Regions from separate parts of the Sus scrofa genome. Here region 2 is linked to region 1. A link is a contact called in public Hi-C data. All regions are on one chromosome and are shown on one strand. Each heading gives the region's core, a stretch centred on a gene start, on an enhancer-like site or on the middle of the called end of the contact. The rest is flanking DNA. Distances are from core to core; before and after follow the strand shown.

Region 1 (3,591 bases), core at 817-3,316:
AAGTGTTAACATCTATCTAAAGCTGAAAGAACCGCCTAAAATAGACAAGGAAAAATAAATTGGGACAACACAGAGGTTTACCATAAAAGTGTTTCCATGATCCCCAAACCTTGGGAGGAGCAAATGTAAAACAATCCAAGTCACTACAGTTCAACAGAAAAGGAATGTACCCCCAACAAGCTGCCTCTAATGACTCCCGATTAGAACAAAAGTTTTTTGAAATATGAACCAAATAGAGCTGACAAGTTCTGTTACTTAAGACAAGATGCAAGAACATATGCACTGGCATATTTTCATCCCAGGTTACTTATTTAAAACAATTTTTTTTCTTAAAGTGCCTATGAGGGTGGGTGTTTTTTTTTAGGCACACATAAAAGGAAATAAATGAGCCAAGATCCAGGCTCTGTCAAGCTCTCTTCCACTGAAGAGGAACCTAACAATATACTTTCAAACAAATAACTGTCAAATAGCTGATATTTGCTAGAAAGAATAGCTTTGGAAATCTGGGAACTCAGCCCTGACCTCTATCTTTCCTAGAGCAGTAAAACTTCATATAGAACATTTCAAAACTAGTTGTATGGTCCTGAGACCTGATAATTTATAATTACACTAATATAATTCTCAAATGTGACAATGTTTCCAAAAATGCTTCTACCGTTTCACTCCTATAGATTTGTTACTATTTAATGCTGTGCCTCCTATGTTCCGCATTCAACCATGCTTTCCTATCCAACAGAATCCCTCTCTTAGCCTGGGTCTGTTTATTTTCCTCCTCACATCCCAGGTCTGGTAACTGTGGATGGACTCGAGGGCTCCACCGAAAACCTCAATGTTCCAACACTGGCACGCCAGCAAAATTCCTGATCTGATCCTACTGTTCGGATATGTCGCTAAGGCCCTGATGCCCTCTCCTCCATGGCCTCAGACCTGACATCCACCGACATCAGGGTCACTCACTACCTGTGTTACACTCCTGCATCTAAGTCTAGCATCCCTGCATCTCGGTGATTCCCTCAAGCTGTAACTAGGGTTTAAGCGTTTCCAAGCCTGGCACCCTTGCAGCTTGCACGCCCCTATCCCGGACCATGCATGTTCCACGGAGGATACCTCTGGAATTTGGAGTGCCTCCCATTCCCGGCCATGCACAGGAACACAGGCTACCCCCGAAGTGACTGCCAGACCACCACCCTCTCTGCCCCCTGAAGGCCTTTACGGCTCGCTCCCAACCTCCTCCCCACGCCTGCGCCGTAGGAGGTCACCGTCCTGCAGCCCGAGCCCAAGACGCGCGCATCCCTACAGCCTCCGATCCCTTCCTCACCCCCTAGGCCGGAGCCAGCGCGACCAATAACGTGCCAGGTCCGCGGCCTCCCCGCCACCGACCAATCACGAGCGAGCCCCCCCGCAGTCGCCTTCCGCCAATGGGAGAAAGCCCGCGGGCCGGGCCGACAAGCTCACGGACCCCACGAGCGCAGCGGAGGCGACAGCGGCGGGCCCGGCGAGGACACAACATGGCGGCGGGCAGGCCGAACCGAACTGCAGCAGCGGCCGCGCGAGGGCAGTGAGGGCCGCGCCGAAGGCGGGAAGCGCCACCCCTCCCCCCGCCGCCGCCGCTCCCCGCTCCCGCTCCCTCCCGCGGACGCTCCCGCACACTCACACGCCTCCTCAGGAGTCCAGCGAGGAGCAGGAGCCGCCCCCGCGCCCTTGCGGCGTCGGGCAATGCAGAGACCTGGGCGCGGCGGAGGGGAGGGGGACGCGTGCGTCACGGAGAACGGAGCGCGCGCGAAGCGGGGGCACAAACAAGATGGCGGCCACGCCGTTTGCCCCGTCTCCCCCCTTCCCCTCCCCCCACCTTGGCGCCTTGACTCCCAGTGTCTTTAATACGCAGAAGCTAAGTTGCTTGAAGTCTCGCGAGAATTGCGAAGGGCGGCGGCACGGTGAGGCGGGATGAGGCGTGAGGCTTCTGGCCCCGCCCCTCGAGGCGGTCCGGAGGCGTTTGCGCTGCGACCTCCTAGGAGGAGCCGTCGCCGAGAAGCTGTCCTGTGTGCACACTTAGGAATTTTAGGGAATAAGCAGTTGTTGTAGGTCTTTTTTTTTTTTTTTTTTTTTTTTTTTTTAATTTGAGAGAGAGGAGCTGAGGGATGGAGGGCGACGTGGGAATGCCAGACTAGGGCGCCGTTAAAGAAGTTAGCTACCTGCACCGCGAAAGGGGGTTCTAACCCCAAAACTGAAGTGGTGTGTTCCACCAGAAAGAACAGCGCTTCCCAAGAATGGTCAGCTTGTAGCCTTACCTCAGCAGGGACGTTGTTTTCCTCACTCGAATGCAGTTTAAAACTTCTTCAAAAACTGGTGGAAACTGAACTGCAATGAGCATTACAACTTTTTCATATTTAGCTCTCTAAATCGACACAACAACTTAGTCCAAAGGCGTTATCATTATTTCCTTTTTTTTTTGCTTTTTGGGGCCGCACACGCGGCATGTGGAGCTTCCCAGGCTGGGGGTCTAACTGGAGCTACAGCTGCAGGTCTACACCACGGCCACAGCAACGTGGGATCCAAGCGGCATCTGCGACCTACACCACAGCTCACGGCAACGCTGGATCCTTAACCCCCTGAGCGAGACCAGGTATCGAACCCACAGCCTCCTGGTTTCTAGTCAGATTCGTTGCCGCAGCACCACAACAGGAACTCCATTAGCATTATTTCTTTCTTACAGGTGATGGAACTGAAGCGCAGAGGGTTAAATAATTTGATCAAGTCTCTGCAGCTCAAGTATCAAAGCTCCACTTGAATAGCTCCCAAACCTTTAAAAAAATGCATCGAATATATTTGAATGGCATTATCTACGGACAGTTCCTGTCAGGTAGCAAACACAGAGAGAAATGAGACTGCCCCTGCTGGTAGTTACCATGAATTTTACGAAGGATCTTGGAGCCTCTCTGAGGAGCCACTTGGAGCCACCCCTGCAGGGTCCTCAACCATAACATCAATATGTTGTTTCCTTCCTTTGAGTTCACGACCCTGGTGATAAAGAAGTAGAGCAGAGCGGAATTAACCCTTAACTCGAATTCAGGAACATTGTCTGCAGCCCTAACAAATCTCACTCCAGGCACTCAATCAATATTTGATGAGTGAATGAACAAAACCTAACTAGTTACAAGACATCTGACTTCCCTGAGTCTCAGATTTCTTCATCTGTAAAACGATCTAATTCCTACCTCCTGGGAGTGCTGGGGAGATGGAATGCAATTATGTAAGGGAGAATATATAAATTGCAAAAGTGTAAAGAAGTTAGTGGTAATATTTTCAGACAGAAATGGCATAAAAAGTTAAAAACAGACTTAAAATAAGAAATAGTCATGCTGGAGTTCCCGTTGTGGCTCACCAATAATGAATCCGACTAGTATCCATGTGGCTGTGGGTTCGATCCCAGGCCTTGCTCAGTGGGTTAAGGATCCAGTGTTGCTGTGAGCTGTCATGTAGATTACAGATGCAGCTCAGATCTGGCATTGCCGTGGCTGTGGCGTAGGCCGGCATCTGTAGCTCTGATTGGAACACTAGCCCCCCTGGGAACTTCCATATGCCACAGGTGTG
Region 2 (3,610 bases), core at 1,044-3,543, 280 kb after region 1:
CATTAAGATTTAATTTACTAATGTTTCATTACCTGATCCCCAGTAATTCTGTTGATAAAGAGCAATGGAAAATTTGGAGGAAGAACTGATGAATCAACCTCTCTCCCATGTGCTATGTTTTATTGGAATATGAGTAAGATAAGAGTGGTATGCAAAACGGGGCTGCAGTGGCACAAAGCATCAAAATGGCATCTGACTCCCCTAATGTAGCAATGCTCTCTCCAGTGGGTTGTTTCACTGTGACTCAAGATCTGTCAACTGAGGACACAAGGGAATTTGAGTAAAGCCAAGAGATATACTCCTAAATTTTAAACCAAATCTTTCACTAGATCTAGCACAAGATCTCACAAGAGTCCACGAGAGACAAAATGAACCTACTTAACATAAACTGATTCCAAAACTCTTTTAAAAATGAATTCTTGCCAATGAATTTAGGAAAGAAGTCTGGGGACCTGCTTTCCTAATGGCACATGCCATTTGTCTATGGGGAAAGGGCACTAAAATATACTATAAAGCGTCCTGATCAATGTCTCTCTCCCCGATCTCCTTACATAACCTATTTCTCTAAAATGAAAGGTAATTAAGTGAAAGCATCAATTAAGCATGTACTTCCTTTCTCAATGTTGATAAATACAAATACATCTGAATCTTTGTTCTGCACTATATGTCCAACATGCTACATGGCAAACAACCCAGGCAAATCCACTGCATTACAAACAAAAGTAAATTAATATAGCTCCCAAAATGCATCCCTTTCTACTCAAACCAAAAGGAAAAGAATCTTCCCAACTCCAATTATATTCCAAAGAATTCGGAAAGAAAATGAGGAAACAAAATATTTATCGTCTATAAATTGAGTGTAAACATTTCACGAATAACCAAGCTTTCCTAGCATACTGATTTGTAATTGTATCAAATCCTGAATCTTTGAGGGCACAGAAAACAAAGACTAAATGGCTCTGACAATCTACAATGATCACATTTCCCCTTAGAAGGGTGGCTGCCCTGGAAGCAACAAATTCGAAGCATGCTTTGCTTCCTTCTCAGCACTGATTAAACCGATCCTGCACTACAGCCACAATCTGCTAGTTTCTGCCACCACACGCACATCAGGCCTCCAACACACTGCACAAGCCAGGGCTAGGCTGTCTAGAAATCCGCACTGTGTCACTGCACAAGGCAGTTTCCCCTCCACACATCCAGAAAGAGGAAAGCCACCTAAGCACTGTCAGATCTCAGCAAGGCTGTAAACTGACGGAAGGAGCTGCTAACCAAATAGCAGTCAGCAACCCTCACCTCCTTAAAATCATTTAAGCAGTTTTTCTCACCGTCATCTCCCTTCCCTCCTCCCCCTTCCTCCCCTCTCTCTCGCGCTCTCTCTCGCACACACACACACACACACACACCGCACACACCACTCACTGCAGTTCATCCCCAGCTTTGCAAGCAGAAGGCTGTGAACTCCCGGCTGCCTCTGGACTGACAGTCGGCCCAGAACTCACTCACAGCCCTGAAATACAGACATTCTCACCTGCACACACCACGCCACTTCCACCCCCACCATCACCGCCCCCCACAGTCGCCCTCGCAACCTCTCCCCACACCAATGCCTGCGCTGCAGAACACCTAGAAGCCTCTTCAGCAAGGCTAGCACGCGTTACCATTTAGAGGATCGGGGCCACCTAAGCTCCAGAGACCTCTTCCCACCCAGTCCGCCTCCCCGGTTCCGCCCGGAGGCTGGACCCCTCGCCCGCCGGGAGGGATGCTCTACCTTTAGACTGGCAGTCCGCACAAAACTTGTTATCCTCCTCCAGCAGCAGGTTGGCCAGAACCGCCTGATACCGATCCACGTCCTTCACCGATTTGCCCGTCATGGCCAGGGTGCCGGCGGGGGCAGAGGGCGACGCGCCCTCCGAGCCCCCCAGAAACCCTTGCCTCAGTCCGGAGGTGAGGACTCCCGGTCCCCGCCCAGGGGCACCTCCTGAGCGGGGGAGAGCCCTCTCCCCTGGCCCGGCCTGGCGCCCCTTCTCCCCTCAGCCGCGCCCGACCCCCGCTCTGCAGCCCCTCAAGGCGGCGCCCCCTGGCGGGCTTAGGGAAAGGCTCGGGTCCCGACCGGGCTGCGGGACCAGACAGGAACCCTCACGCCAGGCAAGGGGGGCTCTCGGGTTTCCTGAGTGCCGGGCGCAGAGACTACCCCCCGGCCTGCCTGTCCGCGGGCAGAGTCCAGCGCCTCGGTTTCCCTGGCAGCTGCCGCCTGCTCGGGCACCACCTCCGCCGCCTACTTCCGGCAGCTCTTCCTCTCCTCCTCCACCCGGCTCAGCCCGCGCATGCGCCCCGCCCCCACCGCTTCGGACTGGGCGCTTCCCTCCTCTCCGCCTCTCAGGAACCAATCCGGGCAGAAGGGAGGGGCGGGGCTTGGGTTGGGCGGAGGGAGGAATGGCCACGCCCCTTGCATGTCCTTGGAAAAGAATGAATGGAGCCGGCGGAAAGGGAGTGGAGGGATTGGAAGAAAGTGAGGAAAACAGCAATTAACGTTTGCTGAGCTCTTACTATGTGCCAGGCGCTGTGCTAAGCGCTTTATATGAATTATCCCAATATAATCCTCAAAAACTCTCTACGAGTTAAATATTTGCCGTCCTTACGTAACCTGGGAGATGTGAAATACTCCAAAGTCCCCCAGGTAATTCTTTACTTCAACAGCCAAAAAGAAGGGCCCAAGGTTCTAACCCAGGGTAAGCGACATGACAACCACCCCAAATGTTCAGAGGATTCTGGTCCCCTCTCACTTGGAATGCCTGCTCCTTTTGAATTCTGGGTCCCCCGGTTCATTAGCGCTCCTCTTGTGATGACCAACATCTTTAGACATCGTTTCGCACGTCGCCTAGACATTTTCTGGTTTCATTCCTAAATCCTCCCCAAATAGTGCAGTTTTGTGCAGCAGACCTTTGCTGAAGGTTATTTGGGGAGGCGGGGTGGAGAGGAGGGGTGATGACAGTAAAACACGGAATAAGTAAACACTTTGAAATGATCATTCAACCTCATTGTCCAAAGCCACCCTTACTAGGTAGTGTTAGTAAGTACAGAATTTTTCCATGGCTGTCCTTTTCTTTAGGGATCCTCCAGCCCTCTAGCAAATGTTCTCATTCACTCATTCACTTAGCAGATTGTCACTGAGAAACTTTCTGTGTGTGCATGTGTGTGTCTTTTTAGGGCTGCACCCACAGCATATAGAGCTTCCCAGGCTAGGGGTCAAATCGGAGCTGTAGCCACCGGCCTACACCACAGCCACAGCAAAGCCAGAGAGAAGCTGCATCTGCGACCCGCACCACAGCTCACAGCAATGCTGGATCCTTAACCCACTGAGTGAGGCCAGGGGTCGAACCCACCTCCTTATGGACACTAGTCAGATTTGTTTCTCCTGAGCCAGGCTGGGAACTCCCTGAGAAACTTCTAGGTAGCTGGTAATGTACTAGGGGAGAGGGAACAACGTGATTCAGTTAGAGGTTTTGAAAGGTCACTTCGGGAGTTCCCTTGGTGGCCTAGAGATTAAGGACCCAGCATTGTCACTGCTGTGGCGAAGGTTCGATCCCTGTCCTGAGAGCTTCCACAA

What was found. Hi-C and Micro-C count contacts between places; a contact is called where the count stands out from the background.
Region 2: a Hi-C map of heart right ventricle shows a contact between it and region 1, with 3 times the contacts expected there. The contact joins the promoter of SMAP2 here to the promoter of NFYC in region 1. A contact is called at or near these places in 1 of 47 Hi-C or Micro-C datasets (heart right ventricle) and 1 of 2 datasets of contacts at active chromatin or transcription factors (alveolar macrophages).

The regions. Positions count from the first base shown.
Region 1 is chr6:170,483,946-170,487,536 of Sscrofa11.1, forward strand. It overlaps NFYC (nuclear transcription factor Y subunit gamma), which reads right to left and starts at 2,067. Exons shown (of 10, transcript XM_021096986.1): 1 at 1,850-2,067. LOC110261254 (a long non-coding RNA gene) reads left to right here and starts at 2,562. Exons shown (of 2, transcript XR_002345276.1): 1 at 2,562-2,623.
Region 2 is chr6:170,761,503-170,765,112 of Sscrofa11.1, forward strand. It overlaps SMAP2 (small ArfGAP2), which reads right to left and starts at 2,294. Exons shown (of 10, transcript NM_001128464.1): 1 at 1,772-2,294. The coding sequence starts at 1,874.